Regions from separate parts of the Sus scrofa genome. Here region 2 is linked to region 1. A link is a contact called in public Hi-C data. All regions are on one chromosome and are shown on one strand. Each heading gives the region's core, a stretch centred on a gene start, on an enhancer-like site or on the middle of the called end of the contact. The rest is flanking DNA. Distances are from core to core; before and after follow the strand shown.

Evidence for each region. A called contact is a pair of places that touch in the nucleus more often than the background predicts.
Region 2: a Hi-C map of subcutaneous adipose tissue shows a contact between it and region 1, with 1.9 times the contacts expected there. The contact joins the enhancer-like site here to the promoter of LRRC42 in region 1. A contact is called at or near these places in 12 of 47 Hi-C or Micro-C datasets (blood, embryonic fibroblasts, fetal liver and 7 more) and 2 of 2 datasets of contacts at active chromatin or transcription factors (alveolar macrophages and skeletal muscle).

Annotation. Positions count from the first base shown.
Region 1 is chr6:158,334,067-158,340,411 of Sscrofa11.1, reverse strand. LRRC42 (leucine-rich repeat-containing protein 42) reads left to right here and starts at 2,110. Exons shown (of 8, transcript XM_021096606.1): 1 at 2,110-2,489. HSPB11 (intraflagellar transport protein 25 homolog) reads right to left here and starts at 1,630. Exons shown (of 7, transcript XM_013999370.2): 1 at 1,351-1,630. The coding sequence starts at 1,377.
Region 2 is chr6:158,430,663-158,436,449 of Sscrofa11.1, reverse strand. It overlaps YIPF1 (protein YIPF1), which reads right to left. Exons shown (of 11, transcript XR_002345188.1): 10 at 4,338-4,469. Among named protein-coding and RNA genes, the nearest start is that of NDC1, 25 kb to the left of the region's middle. Within about 2 kb of position 3,924, at least 4 of the 83 cell types and tissues checked have an H3K27ac peak or open chromatin away from gene starts, as enhancers often do. A contact at or near this core is called in retroperitoneal adipose tissue and subcutaneous adipose tissue, where this site is marked.

The DNA.
Region 1 (6,345 bases), core at 861-3,360:
AGAAGGAACCACCTTCTATCGAAATCTTTGAAAACCAACTAAGGGCCAGACACTGCACTAGTAATGCAAAGATACTATGTCGTCACCTTTGACTACAGTAAATCTAAGACAAAGATGGTGACCAAGGCTTGGTTTTTGCCTTCAAGCTCAGTGTCAAGGAAGATGGACAACCATGAAACTAGTAACTTAGTATGTTACATGCTAATAGTGAACCACACCTAGAATACTCTGTTCGGTTCCAATTAGCATATTTTAAGTAAGACACTGTCAGGCTTTACATTGTTCAGAGGAGTGCAAAAATTTCATGATGATATATAAGCTACATTAAATGGAGGAAGTTGAAAGAATATTGTTTCAAGGAGAGATAATTTAGTGAGAGAAATGTGACTACAAGTTTTAACATCACAAGTCTTCAAATGTAAAAAGTATTAGAATTTTTCACTAATAACTGATGATAATAACAGGGAGAAATGCACTCAACAAATATGAATTCCAGAGTTCTCTGTGGTGCCATGGATTGAAGATTTGGCATTGTCACTGCAGCAGCTTGGGTTGCTGCTGTGGTATGGGTTCGATTCCTGGCCTAGGGACTTCCACATGCTGCAGGCATGGGCAAAATAAATAAACAAACAAACATGAATTTTAAGCTGGATGACATCATAGATATAAGAAATTTCTAGCAAAGAGAAGATTTTTAATCTTTTCCAATCCTGGAAGTGTACAAGAAAAGGTAATAACCTATGAAAGAAACTAAAGAAAGAATTCTTGCACTGGGGTTCCTTTAGAATGACTTGAATTCTAGGAAAGGTAGATTAGGAGCAGATAATACAAATACTTGAAAGTCAGGTAAAGAGAGTAGGCTTTAGCCTATAGTTCAGTGGTTCTCAATTGGACTGGTGGTGATGCCTTAGATGCCTTATCTTGTCCCAGTGCCATTTATCCACCCTTTCACCTCCAGTTCGCATGTCCTTTCTTTCCGCAAACCTCTCTGCGCCAAGTCTTCAGTTCACCTTCTCCCCGACCAGCCACTAGCTTCTGGTAACTCTTTGATTCCTCAAACCCTGTCCCATTACATCATCCACCGGGAACGTGTGTAAATTCGAGAAGCGCCATCCTCCCTCTCCCCAGTGCCAGCCAGGGCCTATAGCTTGGCATATCACTTGAAAGGCAATCAGCCCTGACCCCACATTTTCCCCTCCATCCCAAACCCTTCTCTTCAGTTCAAGGCCATTTCGAGACCTCCATGGGCCCTGAACATTCATAACTTTGGACTCCTGGCGCCAAACTAGATAAAATATCTTAAATGAACCCACATCTTATGTCAAACATAATTCTGAAGTATGAACTTACGTTCCAGTGGATAGGTTTCATTTTCATACACTTATAATTTCGACTTGGAATTGATTTTCCCTTTGTGTGTGGGGGGGTCAAAACATTTTATCAGGCCTAGAAAAAGTTCGTGCGCTGGTTCTCTGGTACTTCGAAGAGACCTGCGTCAGACTTCCCCCTTCCCGGTCCCCTCACGAGCCAAGCCTCAGCGACCCCGGCGATCCGCCTCCGCGCCGCGCGTCCCCTCACAACCCCCGCCACGCTCGCTCGCTCGCTCCCTCCTCCACCAGCATCCCCTTCTGTCGGCCTCGCCCAGCCAGGGTCCCACCTCCCAAGGTGCCGGGCGAGCCACAAAGCCCGGATCGCCTAGGCCTCCGGTTAGCGACAAACGCGCTTACAGTCGAGCTTCGTTTCTCTCTACCGCCCTGCCCACAACTCCGCCTCTCCCCTCTCCGCCGGCCTCCTAGGAGTTCGCTGGCTGCTGCGCAGAATCTACTCCCGGCTCTATGCTCCACCCCTCCCTCAGACCCCGCCCCGTCTCGCCCCACCCTGCGTTGCGCGCCCCATTCCCCAGCCCCGCCTCCCTCCCGCCCAGCCTCCTCGAGATCCCCAGAGCGCTCAGCTCTTCTCCCGGCCTGATGCTCCACCCTCCCATAGGCCACGCCCCAGGCCACGCCCCCGTGATCTTTGGTTCGCGGGCTGAGTTCCGCAGCCCCGCCCAAGGGCCTGTCCCTAGGTAAGCCCTGAGCACGCGCTGCCTACCCTCCCCCAGCTCAGCTTGATCCCAGGGGCCTGCGAGACCCAAGAGACCCGCCTTCGTGCGAACACGCACGCGCAGTCCCCACCTCTCCCGGCTCGAGCCCTAGGCCCTCAGGTCGCCAGCCCGGGGCCCGGTCCCGCCTCCAGGCCCGGCTCCGCCCCTCATGCCGGGTCTCGCGCGCAAGCGCGCCTCCCCTGCCCAGTCTTCCCTCCGCCCCCGCCGGCCCCGCGGTCCCAAGGCGCCAGGTCGCCCCCAGCCCCCTCCCTCCTCCCGCCCACTCTCTGTCCCACCCTCCTCAGCTTTGTGCCGGGGGCGCGGAGCCGCTTCCCCCCTCTGCCGCGCCGCGGGAGGAGGGACCTGCCACCGAGGAGCTGCCGGGCTGCCCCAGGCGGGGGTACAGGTAGGTGGCGACCGCGGGCTGGGCCTCTCACGTAGCCCAGGGCTGAGAATGGGGCGGGTGCGGGGTTTGAGGGAGGGGTGGGATGGGGGAGGGGGAGATCGAAAGGGACGAAGCTGGGGTGTGGTTGGTGAAAGATGTGGAGATGAGGATATAGGGGTGTCAGAGGTGGGTTTAAGGGTAGAATTGGGGTGCTGGGGGAGTGTATGAGGGCGTGTGAAGATTGGGGTTCAGGCCTGGGTGGGAGAAGGGAGAAGGATTAGCTTGGGTGAATTTGAGGAGGGGCATGCGTGGGAATTTCGACCGAGGTGGAGGATTGCAGTGCTGGCGAAGGAGGGGAAGAGGGAATCGGATTGAGGGGTGCCAAGAGGGAAGGGTCTAGGACTGGAATGGGAGAAGGGGTGGGGTCTTGGGGGTAGGGAGGAAAAGTTGGGGCCGCGGATTGTGAAGTTGGGCTTTAGTGAGGCGTGAAGAAAGGAGATCTTGAAGGTTGAGGGCAGAAGACAAGGAAAAGATGGAGAGATTGGGGTCCTGGGAGAGGGAATCTCAGCGAAGTGGGAGGAAGGGGCGAATACATGGTGAAGGACAGAGCAGGAGTGCATAGGGATGAGAGTGGGTGGGGGTGGAATGGTCTAGGAAGGAAGGAGCCGGGTGACGGTGGGATTGGGTCGGAGGGATGGGGGAGCCACATTTCAGAAGGGTCCTGGAAGGATGGGTAGGGCGGGAGGTTGGAGAGGTGGGGGCAGGGTAGCTGGGAGTGGAGGAAGGGAGAGGGTTAGGATCCTTGGTGTGGAGATTGGATTTTGTGTGTGGTACTCTGGAGTTGGCAAGTGGAAAAAACTGTCCAGGGTCAGAACGTAGGAGAGATCGGCCTGTTCCAAGAGGGAAGTAGGAGCTACGTATGGGTGAGAAGGCAGGTAGGGAAGTGCAAGTTACAGGAAAAAAGAAATAATGCGTTGAAAACTGAATAATGGCGGTGACCCAGAACAGTATAAGATTGTTAGTTATTTTTTAAAAAAAAAAAAGATTGTTAGTTATTGGTGGTTTGGAACTACTTTCTGTTCAGGTTTTACGTTGGAGATTTTCTCAAGAATACTTCGTTTTCAAATAAACGAAGGGTGTCTGCAGCCTTGGGTTGAAGGCCATTGGTTGACAGATTTTTTTTTTCCTGGTGTGTGAATGTGGGTAATTTCTGCCCTGGCAGAGGGAAGAAGGGAGGCCTCAGTGTAGCTCTGTCCTGGCTCTGTTCCCACCAACTCTTTCCTCAGATGTCCACTGGTTTTTTTATCTCCTCCCTGCGCCCCCCCCCCCCAGCTTGAGTCAGTGAATACCAGAGGGATCAAACAGGTGGGTGAGATTAATTTTTAACATTTTTTTTTATCCTTAAGGCTGATGTCATATTTTTATTCTTGAGAGACAGCATCATACAGTGGAAAGAGCTTGAGCTTTGGAGTGACACAGCCTTGAGTTTGAATTCTGGCTCTGCCGCTTACTAGTTTTGTTCCTTAAGCAGTTGCTTTATGCCTCTGAGATTCTTAATCTGTTAGGTGATGATCTTGACCTCATAGGATTGTTGAGGATTACATGAAGTCATTTAGTATAGTATCTAGCACAGTCCTTGGCAACTGGTAGGTGCTTGATAAATGGTAATTATCACTCCCACTGTCCATATCATCATAATCTTAGTGTGGTTTATTATTCCTAGGGGATTGTTACTTTACCTACTAAAGTGAGGTGTTTCCTTCTCTTTCTTTTCAAATCAGATAACTAGACTCAGCTCACAGTTTTAATCTTGTTGTCTCCTTCCCTGATTCCCTCCTTCCATCCACTTGACTGGATAGTCACGATTCTTGCTTGGTAAACTGACTTCAGAATCTAAAAAGCTGTCTCGTTTAGTTATCAATTATTTTATCTTTCCTCTTGTTCAGAGAGGCTGTAGCAAACTGAGTTTTTAATTTAGTGAGTAATGAATTTTATTCATTTGCTGAAAATGCTGTGCTTCATGGTAACTTTAACTCATTTGTGGTGACCAAATACTAGAACATGCACTATTGTAAAGTAGTTTTCTATGAGATTATATGAGTTACAAAACCACCTCTCTGGAGACAGCCTGGGAGGCTATCAGAATGCCCTGTTCCTCTGTTGCTGTAATATCAAATATAGCCAATGTAGATCTCTCCTGGACATGGTTATCCTTGCAGATACTACTTTAATTTTCTAGTTTGTATAGGATTTTTGCCATGATACAGAACAGACCCTGTCTCCTGAGGGGCTCCTTTATAACAGACCACTCTGTATGGCAAACAGCCAGGCCCAAGCAAAGCCAAGTTAGAGAAACTATGTGGAATTTCCTTGCCTTTATGGTTCTTAATCTTGAAAGGCTAGTTCTTAGATCATTTTATAGTACTTCACAAACTCTCAGGAAGCTCCTTATTGGGAGAATGAGCAAATTTAGTAGTAGAAATCAAAGGTCACCAGGATTTCCTGAACCATGGTCAGTTCCTCAAGTACCATAGTTGAAGAACAGAAGCCTTGGGGCTTCTAGACAGATGATGTGGGTTTACTCTTCAGGAAATATTGGATTTTTTCATCATTTAGAAAGAGAAATTGCGTTTGATGAGTAATTTAAAGGTAAAACAGCCAGAATTGTGCCTTTTTTGAAAATGATCCATGGAAGCAAAAAGCTGCCAGGATTTTGAGGCAGCCTGGCCTAGCTTCCTCACTCGTCCCAAGCTGCTTGTGCCCTCTGCTGGATGGAATCAGACTTTTCTGGTTTTCACCAGAAGTGGTCATTCATTCACCATTTGTTCATTTTACTCCAGAGTTTGTGGAAGCCTCTGTTGGCGGTGAGGACTAGGTATATGTATTTCATTGCCAGGGTGTTTATAGTGTGTTGATTCCTTATAATATGTTATCTTCCATCAAATTTGCCTTTCTGCTTTTAAAATCAGTCATTCTTGTTTGGGGCCATGCCTGCTGTCTACTTTCTGATCTACAGGTAGAATAGGACATTGAATGTCCAAATCCAGAAATAAAGACAAGAGGGAATCTACTTTATCTCCTCATCAAGATTAAAGTCTGTGAGATTGAAGGAGCAAGATGCTTACCCTTACTGGAAGAAAAACTTAGAGTCAGAGAAGGGTCTCCTTAGCAGTAGGCACTGAATACTGGCAAGTGTATGGGTTATGAGGGCTGGCACTGTGACAGGAATTTTTTTCTTTCTGGTTTTTAGATTTTTTTTTTCCTCCTCCCTGGTAGTACCAGTAGCAATATACTCCCATCATCCCCTTTGCTTCCACCACCTGCAGCAGGGTCGGGCAAGTGGGGGAGGAGCCTGCAGCTGTTGCCTGGAAGAGGAGCTGCCTCCTAGCAACAGTATCAGCAGACTCTGGAGCTCAGAGTGCTAAGTTTGTCCTTTTGAGCTCTCACCCTTCTTCTCATTTCTTCAGCAAATATCTGTTGAGGGCTTACTCAAACTAGACACTATGATAAGCCTGGGAAAGAGAGATGAAGCAATTAAGTGCTTTGCCTTCAAAGAGCTCACAGCTCTGGGAACATTAGCAATTGAACAGACGGTACACAGTGCAAAGTGCTACGTAGAAGGAGACGCTGGGGCTCTGGGAAAACCAGACGGGCATGTGCACTAGTTGCAGGGCTTAGGAAGTTTTCCTGGGAGGGGGTGGTGGTTGAGCCGAGTATTAATGGTGAGTAGGAATTAGCTACATCGGGGAAGCAGAGAAGGATGTTCTAGCCAAAGGGAGCACAGCCATCTTCTATGGGTAATGGGGCTTGGCCAGAGCGTAGGACAATGAGAGGATGAGCAGGAGAGGGTGAGGCTCTCGGGCCAGGCAGGGTCCTC
Region 2 (5,787 bases), core at 2,675-5,174, 94 kb before region 1:
GAGACAGACTTTAAACAGCCTCCATACAATGCGTGTGTATAGCAAACTATCATGATGTATAAAGAGCTCACAATTCTATTGTGAAAAATAAAACAAAGTAAAATGAAGTTTTCTTTCTTTTTTTTTTTCTTTTTTAGGGCTGCACCTGCAGCATATGGAGGTTCCCAGGCAAGGGGTCAAATGGTAGCTGCAGCCGTCGGCCTATGCCACAGCCACAGCAATGGCAGGATCCAAGCCACGTCTGCAATCTACACCACAGCTCATGGCAATGCCCGATCCTTAACCCACTGAGGGAGGCCAAGGATCAAACTCACAACCTCATGAATGCTAGTCGGGTTAGTTAACTGCTGAGCCATGAGGGGAACTCCGGAAATGAAAAATTTAAAAATTTAAATGGCCTCCAACGATCCTTGCCTCCGAGTATTTCACGCCCTGGTGTGTTCCCTGCCCCCCACCGTGGGCAAGACTTGTGACTTGCTTCTAATCAAAAGAATATGGCAGGAGTTCCCGTTGTGGCTCATCGGTTAACAAACCTGATTAGCATCCATGAGGACGTGGGTTCAATCCCTGGCCTCATTCAGTGGGTTAAGGATCCAGCGTTGCCATAAGCTGTGGTGTAGGTAGCAGATGCAGCTTGGATCTGGCATTGCTGTTGCTATTGCTATGGCTGTTGCTATGGCTCCGATGAGACCCCTAGCCTGGGAACCTCCATAAGCTGCAGGTGTGGCCCTAAAAAGACAAAAAGACAAAAAACGACGACAACAACAAAAAGAACATGGCAGAGGTGATGGATGTCATTTCTACGATTATATTACTCAGACGGTAACTTCCACCTCCCTAACAGACCCTCTGCGGATCACTCCATTCATGGCTTTGTAAAGCATCACCTGGAGGGGACTATGTGGCAAGGAGCGGAGGGCAGCCTCCAGCTGACCATCAGCAAGGAGGCTGTCGGTCCAACAGGCCGCAAGGAACCGAATCTTGCCAACAACCATGTGAGTGTGGACGGTTCTTCCCCAGCCCAGCCTTCAGATGAGACCAGGACCCAGGCAACTCTGTGGGTGCAGCTGTGTGAGGAGACCTTGAAGGAGGGAACTAAGTGAAGCTTGCCCAGATTCCTGACTCACAGAAACAGAGAGATGAGGAAGAATGTGCGTTGTTTGAGCTGCTAAGTTTGTGGCAATATTGTTAGGCAGCAATAGATAATACAGTCCTCAAATTCTTTTGTTTTTTGCTTTTTAGGGCCACATTTGCAGCACACGGAAGTTCCCAGGCTAGGGGTCGAATCAGAGCTGCAGCTGCGGGCCTGTGCCACGGCCACAGCAATGAGGGATCCAAACCCGTCTGCAACCTACACCACAGCTCAGATCTCACCGACGCCAGAGCCTTAACCCACAGAACGAGGCGAGGGATCAAAGCCGCATCCTCGTGGATCCTAGTCAGGTTTGTTACCACTGAGTCACGACGAACTCCTAGGCCTCAAGTTCTTACCTGACAGGTTGTACAATCAAAGAAGTATGACAACCTCTGAACTAAAGCATCTCTAGACCAGCAAAAGAGAGCTTCTACTCTCCACCCCTCAGAAAAAGGCCAGGAGCCAGCAGGGGAGCCTGCAAGTTTTCATGTAAAAAGAACACCAGCCTAAAAAGTGGGAAAGTGGAAAAACCTCAGGAATTGGTTCCTCAAGACCTGAGTTTAAGTCCCAGCTCTGCCTCTAAGAGGGAGGTGATCTTAGTGACCTCAGACTGACTAAGCCCAGCTTCCCCATCGAGAGAGTGGGGACAACATGGCTGGTAAGAGCGGCCAGTGAGAGTGACCTGGACAGTGCTTTCTGAAACAGGATATGATACACGTTAGTCTGCCTGCCTCCAAACCTGGGGTGGCCATGGACCGGGCACTGTCCTCCCTTGGCCTCAGCTACCTCACTATCAAAAGAGGAGGGAAGCACATTGCATCTCCATGGGCTCAGATCTCCTTTTATTCTATCATCACGGTACCAAGTGAGGAGAGGAAGGGGGGAAGCGGGCTCTGATGTTTCCGTGGTCCCCTAGTCATGCCATTGGCCAGGACTGTCTTAGCAACAAGGCCACTGGCAGGACCTTTGTTTGAGTAATCACAACTTGTCACCTCGTAGGGCTGGCACCCTAAATTTCTTAATTGAGAGGGGAAATCTCCATGTGTTTTACAAAAAGGAAATGAAAAGTCACCATAAAGCCAGTATGAACCATCAAATTCCAACACAAATTAGTGACCTATTCTCAGAGAGGGAGCAGCTTGAGTCTATTACTGCCCATAATAGCTGTGTGCCGGGAGCTTTTATAAACATGATCTCTAATCTTCACTACAGTCTTAAAATATAAATGCACACCTCGATTAACGGAACTTCACTTTATTATGCTTTGCAGATGCTGTTGTTTTTTATACATTGAAAGTCTGTGGCAACCTTGCATTGAGCAAGTCTACCAGTACCATTTTCCTAAGGGCATTTATCTCTGTGTCACATTTTGGTAATTCTTACAATATTTCAAACTTTTTCATTATTGCTATATTTGTTATGGGGATCTCTGATCAGTGATCTTTTTTTTTTGGTCTTTTGTCTTTTTAGGGCCGCACCCGTGGCATATGAAGGTTCCCAGGCTAGGGGTCGAACAGAGCTATAGCTGCCAGACAGCAACGTGGGATCTGAGCTATGTCTGAGACCTACACCACAGCTCCTGGCAACGCCAGATCATTAACCCACTGAGCCAGGCCAGGGATCGAACTTGCGTCCTCATGGATACTAGTTGGACTCATTAACTGCTGAGCCACGACAGGAGCTCCTGATCAGTGTCTTTTGTATTACTACTACAATTCACTGGAGGTCAAATGATGGTCAGCATTTTTGAGCAATACAGATTTTTCTGTGTGCCTGTCTTTTTAGGGCTGTACCCACAGCGTATGGAAGTTCCCAGGCTAGGGGTTGAATCAGAGCTGCAGCTGCCAGCCTACACCACAGCCACAGCAATGCTGGATCCAAGCAGAGTCTGCAACCTACACCACAGCTCATGGCTACGACAGATCCTTAACCCACTGACTGAGGCCAGGGATCGAACCCAGGTCCTCATGGATGCTAATCGGGTTCACTAACCAATGAGCCATGATGGGAACTCCTATGAATATAATTCTTATATGAACTGGGAAACCAAAAGACTCGTGTGACTTGCTTTATTGCAATACTTGCATTTCTCCAGTGGTCTAGAATCAAACCGACAATAACTCCAAGGTATGCCTATAGACGTATCACCCTTATTTCATAGTGAAGTTAGCTGAGGCACAGAGAGAATAAGCTCTTTGTCTCAGGCACACTGACAGTACATGGCAAGGCAAGGATTTAATTTTAATTCTATTTGACTCTAAAGGCCCTGGTCTTTGGACCACACCCTGTTGCTCTGGGAGACAGCAGTTTGGGCAGAAAGATCAGCACATGATTACAAAATAGGATAAAGGTTCTTTAGGGAGCTCACGTGCAGAGTGCGGCTTCATTCATGCCATAAACGTTTACTGAGTACCTACTGTATACCAGGTCATGTGGTGAGCAATGAAGATACAAAAAACATGCCCTCTTTGTTCTTGCTCTTACGAGGCTGAGTCTAACTGGGGGGACATTCTAGTACAAGGAGAACAAATGGATAAATAAAAGAGTGAACAAATGGACAGGCAGATGGACACACTGACAGTGAACAGGTACAAGGTGTAACGGGATCACAAAGTAAGTGATGACGACTGGAAGGGAAGGAGCGTTTCAGACAACTGATGAGCACGTGCGAAGGCTCGGTACACTGAGGAGGTGGAACAGGGGGCGAGAGACCAGCCAGGGAGGCACGGGGTCCCGTTCCTGCAGTCCGGCCCCGAGCTAGCTGCCCACAGTGGACTCATCAAAGGGGCCCGAGAGCAAACTGAGCATGAGAACTGGTAAGCTTGGGAGAACTGCATGAGTAATTCAAGAACAGTCACACTCAGGGTCTGAGGCCAGCCTGAGAAGTCACAGAGAAACTGGAGGAAAAAACAATCATAGGACTATAAGCCAATGGAACAAACCCAACTGTGCTGCTGGGAAGGGAACGGGGAGGAGAGGAGAGGGGAAGCTGGGGCCGAAAGGCAGGAACCCTCCTTACAGGAGACTCCAAGGCGCCTGCTTCCCAAACGTACAAAGCCAGAGGAGGCAGATTTCCCAACCGAACCCTCGGCAAGAGGGGCACACCCCACACGGCGTTGTGAGGATGCTCAAAGGGCCTGGCCCTCCCAGTTTGGGATGCTCACAGCCAGACACCTGCGACACCTGCCCGTTTTGACTGTACCTCACCGCGAGGAGATGCAAATACAATCGCTCCCTTTCCTCTTTAGCTGGACTTGACTGCTGCAACTGTTTGGTTTGGAGCTGCGGTGGCTGGTGGGAGATGGTCCATCTCTGGTGCATCAAAAAAGTAGGCCTGCAGGGAAAGGAGACCCACGAGGGGCGTTAGAAAATAGAATGGCCATCATTAATAAATCCACAAATAACAAGTGCTGGAGGGGCTGTGGAGAAAAGGGAACCCTCCTGCACTGCTGGTGGGAATGTAAACTGGTACAGCCACTATGGAGAACAGTTTGGAGATACCTTAGAAATCTATACATAGAACTTCCCTATGACCCCGCAATCCCACTCTTGGGCATCTATCCGGACAAAGCTCTACTTAAAAGAGACACATGCACCCGCATGTTCATTGCAGCACTATTCACAATAGCCAGGACATGGAAACAATCCAAATGTCCATCGACAGATGATTGGATTCGGAAGATGTGGTATATATACACAATGGAATACTACTCAGCCATAAAAAAGGATGACATAATGCCATTTGCAGCAACATGGATGGAACTAGAGAATCTCATCCTGAGTGAAATGAGCCAGAAAGACAAAGGCAAATACCATATGTTATCACTTATAACTGGAATCTAATATCCAGCACAAATGAACATCTCCTCAGAAAAGAAACTCATGGACTTGGAGAAGAGACTTGTGGCTGCCTGATGGGAGGGGGAAGGAGTGGGAGGGATCGGGAGCTTGGGCTTATCAGACACAACCTAGAATAGATTTACAAGGAGATCCTGCTGAATAGCATTGAGAACTATGTCTAGATACTCATGTTGCAACAGAAGAAATAGTGGGGGAAAAACTGTAATTGTAATGTATACATGTAAGGATAACCTGACCCCCTTGCTGTACAGTGGGAAAATAAAATAAAAAAAAAAAAAGAAAAGAAAACAATGGCCCAGGCAAGCGTCCGAGACTCCAGGCTAACAGCGCCTCTGGGCTCTCGTGGCCCCTACATTTCCCCCAGCACACTAGCCAGCACGCCGAACTGTCTGGTCTCTCACTCAACTGTGTGTGGCTTTTTCAATTTCGCTGCCGCTGACGGAATGCTTGCCACATAGGACCTAATCCGCATAACTACCTGGAGAAGCGTTTTCACGACCCTCATCTGACAGGTGAAGAAACGGAGACTCAGAAGCCACTATTCGATCGGGTGCATGTGGCTGGCGAGGGGTGCCCCTGGGCTCAACGCTGGGTCTTCCTGACGCAAGCTGTTAATCACCACTTCGAACAGTCTCTGTGTCCTTCTTGTCCCTGTGTCCCCAGCCCCTCGAACAGAGCCTGGCACACCGTGTAAACAATCAATACTTAATGAACTGAACCCGGAGAGACTGCTGCTCAACCAGCCGGCTCCCCGTAAAGACCTTTCAAAGAAAGGGCCAGGCAGCCCTTAC